2 separate regions of the Mus musculus genome follow, and region 1 is linked to region 2. A link is a contact called in public Hi-C data. All regions are on one chromosome and are shown on one strand. The core of a region is the stretch at or near the end of the contact, and the rest is flanking DNA. Distances in the headings are between cores, read along the strand shown.

What was found. Hi-C and Micro-C count contacts between places; a contact is called where the count stands out from the background.
Region 1: a Hi-C map of CD8 T cells shows a contact between it and region 2, with 5 times the contacts expected there. The contact joins the promoter of Ksr1 here to the promoter of Phf12 in region 2. A contact is called at or near these places in 1 of 39 promoter capture datasets (pre-B cells) and 1 of 484 Hi-C or Micro-C datasets (CD8 T cells).

What each region holds. Positions count from the first base shown.
Region 1 is chr11:79,143,376-79,149,260 of GRCm38.p6, reverse strand. Ksr1 (kinase suppressor of ras 1) reads left to right here and starts at 2,788. Exons shown (of 19, transcript NM_013571.3): 1 at 2,788-3,206. The coding sequence starts at 2,982.
Region 2 is chr11:77,981,346-77,987,036 of GRCm38.p6, reverse strand. It overlaps Phf12 (PHD finger protein 12), which reads right to left and starts at 4,221. Exons shown (of 15, transcript NM_174852.3): 1 at 3,660-4,221; 2 at 2,840-3,021. The coding sequence starts at 3,725.

The sequences.
Region 1 (5,885 bases), core at 1,539-4,038, 1.2 Mb before region 2:
TGATCAGAGACCTTCTTTGGACACTTCTTTTTCTTCCTTTATAGCACCCAACACTCTCTGAATTTACTGTTGGTGTGTGTGTGTGTTCAGTTTAGATTTATTTTTATTTTTACATATGTTTGTGTGTGTCTGTGTGAATGTATGCCTATAACACACGTTGTCAGCTGCCCAAAGAGAGCAGCCAAGAGATTGGCGTTTGTTTAGCTTCCAGCTCTTCTGCTGCCACCATGGTGGCATGGATAGACATGAGTGCCACAGGCCGCAGGCCAACAAGGGGTCTGTGCCAGGATTTGGGGCCAGAATATGGTCCCAAGAGCTTGAGAGGTGTCTCAGTTAGTAAAGTGCTTGCCATGCAAGCCTAAGGACCTAAATTTGATGCTCTAACACCCATGTCAAAGGTGGGCCAGCAAGACATGTCTGTGATTCCTGGGGCTTCTTAGCCAACTAGTCGAGCAGAACTGACAACCTCCAGGTTCAGTGAGAGACCCTGCCTCAAAACAACAAGGTGGAGAGAGATTGAGAAGTCCACGGACCTTCTGCACTGTGGCTTCTCAAAGCATGCTGTCTACAGTTGCAGCATCAGTACCCCCTAAGAACTTGCTAGAGATGCAAATCTCAAGACCCAGGCTTGGATTTATGGATCAGGAAACTACAGGCTTTGGGTCTCTCATTCTAGGATGAAGGAGCCCTCCCCTTGACTGTGACACTGTTCAAGCTTGAAAACCACCATTGCAGTTTTATTTCAAGGTAGTTGCTTCTCGTATACAGGGTCTGGAGTGGGGCTGTGGTAACAGAAAGGGCTGGGAACATGTAAGTACACCAGAGGGGTCTTGTTCACAGAGTGGGGATTGTTGTATCTTCATAATCCTTTGAGACAGGGTCCCACTAGATAGGTTAGGTCGGTCTCAAGTAAAGAATTCTCCTGCCTCAGCCTGTAAAGTGCTGGGATTAATGTGAGCTCCCACACCTACCTGTATCAGTAATTCTTTTTTTTTTTTTTTTTTAAAGATTTATTTATTTACTTATTATATGTAAGTACACTGTAGCTGTCTTCAGAAACCCCAGAAGAGGGCATCAGATTTCATTACGGATGGTTGTGAGCCACCATGTGGTTGCTGGGATTTGAACTCGGGACCTTCGGAAGAGCAGTCGGAGCTCTTAACCACTGAGCCATCTCGCCAGCCCCAGTAATTCTTTTTGTTTAGCTCTGTTCGATTAATTTTGTTTTATGGGTCTGAGTGTTTTGCCTGCATGCATGTATGTGTAGCCATGTGACTACTTGGTGCTCACAGAGGTTAGAAGGCATCAGAATCCCTAGAACTGGAGTTACAAATGGCTGTGATCCATCACACGGATGCAGGGCACAGAACTCCTCATCCTTTGCAGGAGCGAGCGCTCCTAACTGCTGAGCTATCTGTCTAACCCAACACTGTTTTTGAGGCAAGACCTCACTATATATGTAGCCCAAGCTGGTCTTGAATTCACTATTTGACCAGATTGGTCTTGAACTCACAGAGATCCTCCTGCCTCTGCCTCTGGAGTGCTGGGATTAAAAGTGTGTACACTTGACTTCAGTTTTTACTTCTTTTTTCGAGACAGGGTTTCTCTGTGTAGCCCTGGCTGTCTTGGAACTTGCTCTGTAGACCAGGCTGGCCTGGAACTCACAGAGATTCTCCTGCCTCTGCTTCCAGAGTGCCACTGCCACCTGGCTCATTTTCACTTCATTTTTATTGCTAGAACATGTGAGGTGGACTGATGGGAGAGGAGAATGAGCAGGTGTGGTAAAGCTTAAATTAGGGCAGACTGGGAAACACCACTGCTAAGACCACTGACTGCTGAGGCTCAGGGTCTCATCTAGATAGTGTGAAGTTAGAAAGGAGCTAGCATGTATACTTGATCGCACATGCCAGCAGTTAATATGGGTGCTGTTAGAAACATAACTTTTTTAAAGAAACCCTCTAGACTAGATGGCTATGACTACCCTATTTGATGTGAAGGGGAAACTTGGGCACTCAGAGGAAAGCTATTTGTCCAAGTTCACATACTGGGTAGACCCAGGTTCTCTCTGGCTCGAAACTCTTAGAACTGTTCAACAAATTAATATTTTGCCCATGTGGCATCTACAGGGTATGGGGGGCACTAAATTTATTTTGTTGAGTAAATAGAACACAGAAGAAAGTCCTTTCTCCTTGCCTGCACAGTAACTTTGGTGTGACAATTCAGGGTCAAGCTCTATGTGAACACAAACACAGCCTCGTCGGGTGTTGTGAGATTTTGATGAAGGTGGGTGTTTCTTTTTCTTTTCTTTTGATAGTGTTGGGGAATCAAACCTAGGGCTTTGTGTTTGCCTGGCAAATGTTCTGCCGCTGAGCTACACTTTTAGCGCATTCCCATACATGGTAACCCCTAAACTCATACAAAAATTTTAGGACCCTCAATATCCTACAAGACAGGGGTTATCTGGGTCTGAGCCATCAGCCCCTTCCCCACCCCATTCGCCAGTCTCGGAAAGCTACTGATGTGTGTGCGCTTGCGTGTGTGAGAAGGGTGTAGTAGTGGGAGATGGGGGTAAAGGAATCAAACTCCCTAGACCACGACGCGCACGAATTGGAGCAGGCGCAGAGCAGCCCCTTCTAGACGTCAGGCGGGGCCGAAGTGCGGGCGGGGCCCCGAGGGCGCGGGCCAGAAAGCAGATGCGATGCGCGGACTACAAGTCCCAGAATGCGTCGCGGCCCCGATCCGGCCCCCGCTGTCGCTTAAAGGCTCCAACAACCACAGCCGTCGGGTAGTGGAGGCTTTCGCTTTGCCGCCGCGTCTGGGCGGGAGGAGGAGCGGACTGGGCAGCAGGCTTTCGGGACTGCAGGCTTAGGCGGCGCCAAGGGGCGCTCCTAGTGCAGCCTTCCTGGCTCGGGGCTTTCCTGCCGAGGCGCCCGTGTCCCCGGGCTCCTCGCCTCGGCCCCCAGCGGCCCCGATGCCGAGGCATGGATAGAGCGGCGTTGCGCGCGGCAGCGATGGGCGAGAAAAAGGAGGGCGGCGGCGGGGGCGCCGCGGCGGACGGGGGCGCAGGGGCCGCCGTCAGCCGGGCGCTGCAGCAGTGCGGCCAGCTGCAGAAGCTCATCGATATCTCCATCGGCAGTCTGCGCGGGCTGCGCACCAAGTGCTCAGTGTCTAACGACCTCACACAGCAGGAGATCCGGACCCTAGAGGTAAGGGGCCGTTGCGCCCCACGTCCGGACCCGGCGGTGGCCCGGGAGCCGCCCCACTGCTTTCCTTCCCGAGTTGCATCCTGCAGCGGGGTTGCTGGCTGGAGTCTTCCTCCCTTTCCCGAGCTCTCTGATGCGGCAGCGTGAGGACCTACGACCAGCTCTCACTTTGGAAGAATTTAGGGGAGGGGGGTGTTAGCGTGGAACTGGATCGAGTCTCGAAGACCAGCGTGCCGAGTAGGATGCACAGGGCACCCCACTGCAAACCCCTTTCCGCCTTCACCCTATTTCCAGTGCCCACAGTAGTCATTGTCCCACTGAATCACGCGCCGGTCTTTTCTCCGTGTGCTTTAAGTCCGGTAGCGTGGGCTGGGGCGATGTGGGGGACGTCCCTTGAAGTGTGAGCGTCGATCGATCGGTGGCACTGACTTTCCCCTCACTCCCCACTCTCCTTGTTGTCCGTTTCTTTCCTTTCCACCAGGTCTCTGCCGCTTTTCAAAAAGTGTTTGCTGAAACAGCATTTTTGCTGTTCAGGCGTTGGGGTGCTTGTCTTTGGAGATGTCACAGCGGTTCACTGCTTAAAATGAAATTACCCTTTGACTTCCCTACTCCACCCCAAACACTGAGCTTTGGCCTAGGAAGGATTATACTGGGGAAGGGAACCTTTGGTAAGAACAGGCTACTTAAGGGGGTTGCTGACAGAGATAACCTGGAGTGCAATGAGGAAACAAGATGTGTGAGCTCTCTTCTCTCAAATTATACAGTTGGGAAGTGCAGCATTAAAACGATTTGGAAGAACCAGCCAGAAAGGTGGTTGGCATTTCAGAAGGGGACGCTCCCCCACCCCCTTACACATTGGGGGGGAAACTAGTGCCTTCCCAACTTGCTTTTGCCCAGAGACTGGAAGACCTTTGAAAGTGAAGGGGTTATTTAGTAACTCTTTCCCTAAGAAGGGCCTTTCCCTGGCATTGCCACATTTGGTTTCTGTAGGTCTGAGGATGTCTTGTTAGATACATAATACCCTTTCTCTCTCCTCTCTCTCTCTCTCTCTCTCTCTCTCTCTCTCTCACACACACACACACACACACACACACACAATTGCTAATTGCATCTGCCAGCTGTCCTAGAGCCAGCTGATGATTGCTGTAATTATTACAAGACCAGCCCTCCCTCCTCTCGCACCACAAGCCTGAATCCTTGTTTGATCCAAAATGCTCAGGGTGACTCTCCCTTAGTTGTATTTTCATAAAAGCCATGAAGCCAGGGACATTGGGAGACTCCAAACAGTGCTGGCTATTATTATTGTTTTTTTGTTACAGTTGCTATAGCAGGACTGACCTGGGGTTTGCCTTAAAAACAAACCAACAAAACCCTGCACTGGGAGTCTCTGCATGTGGATTTCTTGAACACAGCTGAGTGTGTGTGTCCAGCAAAGTTCACTTTTTAGGCTGATACAATAGGAGGCCTGTGTGTCATAGTTCTGGGCTCGTTGTCCTGCCATGTATATCTGTTGAGTTGCTATGTTGTTGGGCTGTTGAATGTTCTGGGTTGGCCTTTGTAGTTCCTCCCCAGGTCCCTTTGAGGTGCTCCTGGGTCCCTGGTTGTATGTAGAATGGCTTATTCTTTATTCTCTGCAAATTCTCTTTGTCCTCTGAGATTGCACATCTTGACAAAGTTGTGACATCAGATACCCCAGAGTCTCCAGCTGTTCAGGCCTCTGAGCTGGTTAGGCAGTAGCCTCCCTACTGGGTGCATTTTGAGGTCATCTCTTGTGGCTTCTGAAGGCCCAAGGGCCATTTGCAGTGTGAACAAGACACATGCCCTGTTCTTTGCAATGCATTTGAAAGATCCTTCTGGTCCCTGAAAAGACAGGACTTTGGATGCCATTTTGGATGGGAGTTTGACCTTGGAGCTGGTTCCTTAGGCTTATTACCAGCTAGTTTGGGTGAATCACTTCATCTCCAGGGCCTTCGCTTCCCCATGTGATCTGTAAGAGGTTGGAGTGGTTCCCTTCACTCTGTTTCTGAAAAGCTCTGCCGTCTTGTGGTTAAATGATGGGGGAGGGGGCTGGGCAGGCGGGACTGGATGAGGACTCTGTTGGGTTAAGTTAATGTGTCTACTGTCTGTGCAGATGTCCCTGTTTAAGAACAGCACTGGACAGGTTATGTAGGAGATGCTTTTATTACTGTGAGAATCTTGACCATAGAAGTGCAAGGGAATGGGAAGCCCCCAGGGCTTTGTAATGGTCCCGTTTCTGTCTAGATGACCTGGTGGCAAGCCGGATAACTTCTACTCTCGAGCTTCCCCACCTGCCTGGAAAGTGTGAACAGAGTGCTTTTACCTGTGGTGTTTGGTGGAGGCTGTGTCTGCCTAGAAACGGTCCCTGGATGGGGGCCTGGTGACATTCGTGCACACACAGGGCACCTTTAGAAGAAGTACATAGAACTAATTTCCTCCAGGTGATGACACAGGACAGGAAGCCATCCCAGAGGTCTGTTCTAGGGCAGCCCACTCTAGCAGCATGTAGAAGGGCAACTAACTCAGGCCAGTCTGAGGAGGCCAGAAGAGGGAGTCAGAAGCTCTGGAACTGGAGTTACAGGTTGTTACCTGCCGTGTGGGTGTTAAGAAGTGAACTTGAGTCCTTTGCCTGAGCAGAAAATTCTCTTAACTGTTTGCTGTGCC
Region 2 (5,691 bases), core at 2,972-5,471:
AAGGCCTTGACAAGCTCTACACTCATCTCAGAAGACTCAGTGTTCAGCTTTAGAGTTTAAAAGCTGAGGCAAAAAGATAGCACACTCTCCATTCCTCAATTTGTTTTTGTTGTTGTTGTTTTTAATATAAAGGTTTATTTATATTAGGAGAAAGATGGCTCAGGAGGTGAAGGTACTTGCTGCCAAACAGGACAACCTGACGTCCTGAGTCAATCCCTAGGAACCAGAGTAGAAGAGAAAATCAACTCTTGTTCTGACTTCCACCTGTGCTCCATGGCACGCCCCCCCTTCAATAAATAAAAGTAGCTTTAAAAAACTAAAACTAAAGTATGTGTCTACGTGTGTGAGTACGTGTGTCCCAGGTGTGCTGAGCTTGGGAAGTGAGAAGGCACTGGGTTACTCTCTGCCTATTCCTCAGAGGCAGTTTCTCCATAACCTGGGTGTTTTCTCAGCTAAGCTATGACCTGGACCGACAGATCCCAACAAGGTTAGAAGCTAGTTAAGTGCCAATAATCGTGCCTCTGCCCCCCACCCAAGCTGGACTTAATGGGCTATGCCAGACACCCCAGGTTGCTGTGTGGGTACTGAAATCCAAACTCTGTTCCTCCTGATTGTGTAGCAAATGCTCTTAAGATGCTTCAGACTTTTATTAAACAGTTTCAACATTATTAAATATTGAGATTAAAAAAAAAGATAACAGAGTTTATCAAATGTTCATTCAACAGTAGTTACCAATCTTCGTTAACAACTACTCCACCATAGAGGTAATATTAGCCAACACTTTAAAAAAGAGAAAGAGAGAGAGAGAGAGAGAGAGAGAGAGAGAGAGAGCGCACGAGTGAGCGCGCTGGGCCATGGTGGTGCACACCTGTAATCCCAGCATTCAGGAGACCCAGGCAGGAATGATTGGCATAGATTGGAAGTCAACTTGGGCAAATACAATGTCAAGTCAAACAGGGCTTCACAGTAAGATTGTCTCAAAAATTATAGTAAAAGGAAAAAGAGAAAGAGAAGAAATTTAAAAGTCCTAGTAATATATCAAATAAAAAAGTAAGCAGCGCAGACTCAAGAACAGGGTACAATGATGCACACTTTGGAGGCCAAGGCAGGAGGATGATTGTGAGCTCAAGGCCAAGCTGGGCCCTCCTACATCCCAAATAGAAAAGAACAGCAAAGGAAACTGGACCAGAGGGGTTTCCTCCAGGTGGATCACACTTTAGAGGAAGTAGAGGCCAACAACAAAACCCACAGGCCCTCACTGCCGCCTTACTCACTCCATCACAAAAAAAAAAAAAAAAAAAAAAAAAAGCAAAGGCCAGCGGCAAAGCTTCCTCCAGGATAGTAACTTTTGTCCTTGAAACATTAAAAGCCAAGGTGGGGTGCCCTTATAAGCAAAAGTGTCTTGGAGTTAGAAATAGGAATGTCCCACATAACTTCTGACCACAGTCCTACTTTGCCCAGTATCAGCCATCTAAGTACAAATACATCAGGCTCTATTCCACACAAACCAAGGGATTTCGGAATGTAGGTGGAACTGAGGAGAGAGCCCTCATACACCTTTTTAAAAACAAGAAGCTAAAAAGGGCGGCACAAAACAAAGAACAGGAACCCCTCCTTTCCAATCAGAATGGGAACGAACAACCCCCCTACCCCACCCCAGGAGCCATCTTCTCCCAAGCACTAGCCTCGGGTCAACTGTTGCTGAACAGAACAAGAGGCTATCTGGGTTCAAAGTAGAGATGTGGGGTTTGTGTGCAGGGCAGAAAGGTGATCTTCTGGCAGAAGATAGTTTAAACTCTTTTGCAGGAGTGCTCTGGGCTGAGCGGCTGAGAAGGATCAAGCAGCGCAGCGGGTGATCAACCCAGCCCCACCCCCACCCCCTTCAGTTGGGGTGGGAGAGCTCACAGCTTTCCAGCTCTCAGCTGCTTAAAACTGCCTTTCCGGAGCCACCGAACACAATCCTGCCCCAGCAGCAAAGAATTTTGAGGCGAAGGGCTCGCTGAACCAGAGCAGAGAAGAGAAATCGGCGCCCAAGGGCAATTTTAATTGTCTAACCCGGCCCGATTTCCTAAGAGGCAGCAGCGGAGTAGGGAGGAGGGAAGGGGGAGGAGGGAGGCAGCACCGGAGTGGCAACAGGGGGCAAGATGCAGAGAAAGGGATCAAGCCTGCAGAGCCTAGCCCTGGTCCTCAAGAAGCTTCTGCAGAAAGGGCTCATGGGCTACCTCCACCGTTCTCCCGAAGACGTTTGCAAATCATATATGCAGCCAAAATGGCGCTGAGAATAAAAATATAATTTAAAGGCAGGTCGCCATATTGTAAACACAGAGGCAGAGAAGTGGTCTTGAGAGACACCATTCATGATTTCCTGCACCATCGTAAGCACCCGCTCTCCTGAGTCAGGACCAGGGTTAACTGGGTGGCCGAGGCTCCGCGCATTAAGCCCAAGGAGAGCCCAGCCAGGCAGGAGCCCTAAGGGCGGCGGGCGCGCGCGGCCGCCAAGCGGCACTGGACCTGGAGCTCCTCCCCTTCCTCCCCCGCCGCCGCCGCCGCCGCCGCCGCCGGCCGCACTCGGCCGCTCAGTCCCGGCTCCCAACCTACAACCAATCTCAGATGGGGCTCACCTCACTCCTCCCAACCCCCATCCCGGGGTCAAGACACGCCGCTGCTCCTTCCCGCAAATTGGCCGGATCCCGGCAAATACCAAGGGCGCAGAGGCGCTCGCCCCAGCGACTAGAGAGTCGGCTAGCGGCTGCAAGCTCCCGTTATTTCTACAGGCCTGGTGAAGGAATGTGCTGAGTAGGGTCTGCCAAGGGGCTCCAAAGGGGTCCCCAGCCCTTACCAGCACTGGAGGTGGAAGGCGGCAGGGCAGTGATCGCAGCACAAGAGATCCCCACCTTCCTTGCAGCTATCGCAGCTGTCGTGGTTGGTGGCCCTGCCGCTTCTCCGGGACTCCTTCTCGGGCTTCCGACTCCGCTTTTCTGCCTCGTCCGTCTTGGGGGGAGCCAGCAGAGCTTGGATTTGCTGCACACACATACAGACGGCATGTGTGCACATTCGGAGCTCCCGGGTAGCCCGTAGTCCCACCGGCGCCGCTTCTCCGTCACCCACCCCTCTTCCCCCTTTTGTCCTTCTTCCTCCCATCCAGGCTGCTTCCAGAACCTCTCGGTCCCCGGAATCAAGGGGAGCCCACCCTAACTGCGTTCCTGCAGCACAACAAGAAAAGCTCCTTCCAAATGGGGAGGACCAGGGTAGGGGGATGGGGAGAGGGTGCGCGGTTCTCTTCTTGCCACTTCCTTGTATGGACAGTGGGGGACTCCAAAGCCCGGCTCGGGAGAGGCCCGAAGCTTGGTACCCGGACGTGCAGGGGGAAGCACAAAGGGGCCGACAAGAAGGGGGTGGGGAGGCCTGCCGGTGCAATGAAATGGAGTGGGCTGAAGCCTCAGGGAGCGAATCGAGGGCGGCTGGTAGGTGAAACTGCTGCAGACGTCCTCGGAAGCTAAGCTCAGTCCCCCAAATTGCAAAGAGGGGAGGAAGAGACTGGGTGAGGAAGAACAACCCCCCCTTTTCCCGGCCCTCTGGCGCTTCGAGCTTAGGGCCGGCTTTGTGGGGCGGAGGTACCCTCCTGGCACTGGGGGGAAAAGGATGAGGGCCACTCTTACCTCCATCAGCCCCCCCGACGTGTCCAAGTCGTACACGATCGTCTTGGTCTCCATTTTCTCCCACATTCATCCACCTCTCGGGCTGGGCGCTCTCTGCTCCGGCCCCCCCAGCCCCGGGGGGAGGGGGGAGGAGGGGAAGGGGGCACCTCTGACCCCCGGTCCCCTTCTCTCTTCCCAACACAGGTTCCGACTTCCTCGCCCTGGCTCCCCCCCACCCCCCGGCCCCCAGTCCCTGGGACGGCAGCGTCCTCCCCACGGGCCGCGAGAGGGGAGCAACCCCTCAGCCCCGGCCCAGCGGCTGGCTGCACAGTGGATCCCGGCTCCGGGGGTCAGGCCTCGGCGGGGGCCTAGGCCCACAGGCTAAAGCTGGCGCTGGCGACCGCTGGTCCGGCCGGGAAGGCTAGCGGGCGCTGCCATCCCGGGCTTGGGGGACCGGAGGGGGGGGTGAGAGGTTAGGTGAGGTTGTGGTTCGTGAGGTGACTCTGGGGAGGATGATGGGGGGTGGTCCCCGGGCTCCGCCTCTCGCCGCCGCTGCCGTCTGCGTCCCGGCTGCCGCGCACTTGGCGCAAACTTACCGCGAGCGCCCGCAAAGCCACCCGCGCAGGCGCCCCGGGATCGCCGCTCGCCGCGCGCAACCGCAGTGACAGCCGGCGGCCTGGCTCCCGCGCAGCCGCGGTGATGGGGTACCCCCCGGCGCGCAGCCGCGCTGGCATTCGCCCGGAGCCCAGAAGCCCCGCCTCTCCGCCGTGCGCCGGCGTACTGCGATTGGAGGGCGGAACCTGAGGCCTCGCTTAGGCGCCTGGGAAAGCGCGTAGGGGTCACGGCGCAGCCGCAGGAACTGGAAGACGCATCACCCATTGGTGTTTGTGTGCGGACCACGGGCTCTGGTCCCGCGCAGGCGTGTTGGGTCGCCACCCTCCCGTCCCCTCACACAGCCGCCTCACGCGCAGGCGCGTTGTACCTGGAGGCCTGCACAAAAAAAAAAAAAAAAAAAAAAAGCTTCTCCTTTCGCCATTTTGGTAATGAGATTTGGGGCTACCATGCCCTTGGAGTCCTCAGTCACGACCAAGGAGGAGCGTGGGATGCTGTATGGAGCTGGTAGCTTTCGGCTGCAGCAGTACCCATATGGATGGTGTAGTGGACTGTTTGTCTCCAGTGTCAGGTGTGTCTGGACTAGGCCGCCATATTGGTAAAGAGGGAAAAAAAAAGCATTGCGACAAAAAAAAAAAAAAAAAAAGACGCTTTTGGTGGCAGATCGGATGACTGCTCTTTCCACTTCATTTCCACTCTCAGCACCTAATTTTAGCACGAGCATTGCTGCCTTGGGTCCCGATGGAACCCAAGATATTTCAAGCTGTTCTTACCCTCTCTTAACCACTGTCCCTGTGAACTACTCCGAAAGAGGAAGTCAAAAGCCCAAACAGTCCGTAATCCTGACAACGCCCAGCTACCTGCCTACAGCTGACTTCAATCCCCATCTTGCAACGCGCAGAGTTCAAAGGGTGAACGGGACCGCTTTGCACTCTGGTAGTTAGACTCGCGATGGATCTGATGGATTGTGGGAGTTGTAGTTCAGCCTTCAGGCGCTGCACTGGACCATAGGATGTACACGAAGAAAAGCCTGCCGGGAAAGGATACTTTTGAGAGCTGCCGTATTGCACACTGGGGTTTGTAGTTTGAGCCCCTCACCTCGCATTCTGAGCAGAGAGACATACCTCTCTTTGGGTGTGCGCTGTTATGCCCTTGTTATCACTTTCCAATATGGACAGATACTCTGCCTAATTGCGAATGAATGAACCCCACTAGGCATTAATTAACACTGGTGACATGCAGCTATGTCCTGCCGTTTCTTTCTTTCGTTTGTTCGTTCTGTTAAGACAGTCTTACTCCGCAGCCCTAGAACTTGTTATGTAGACTAGATAGGTCATGAACTCACAGAAATCCGACTGCTTCTGCCTCCGGTCCCATTTCTGGGATCGACGTGTGCTACTACGCCTGGAATCTCCTAAACTCATTTTTATGTTACTACACA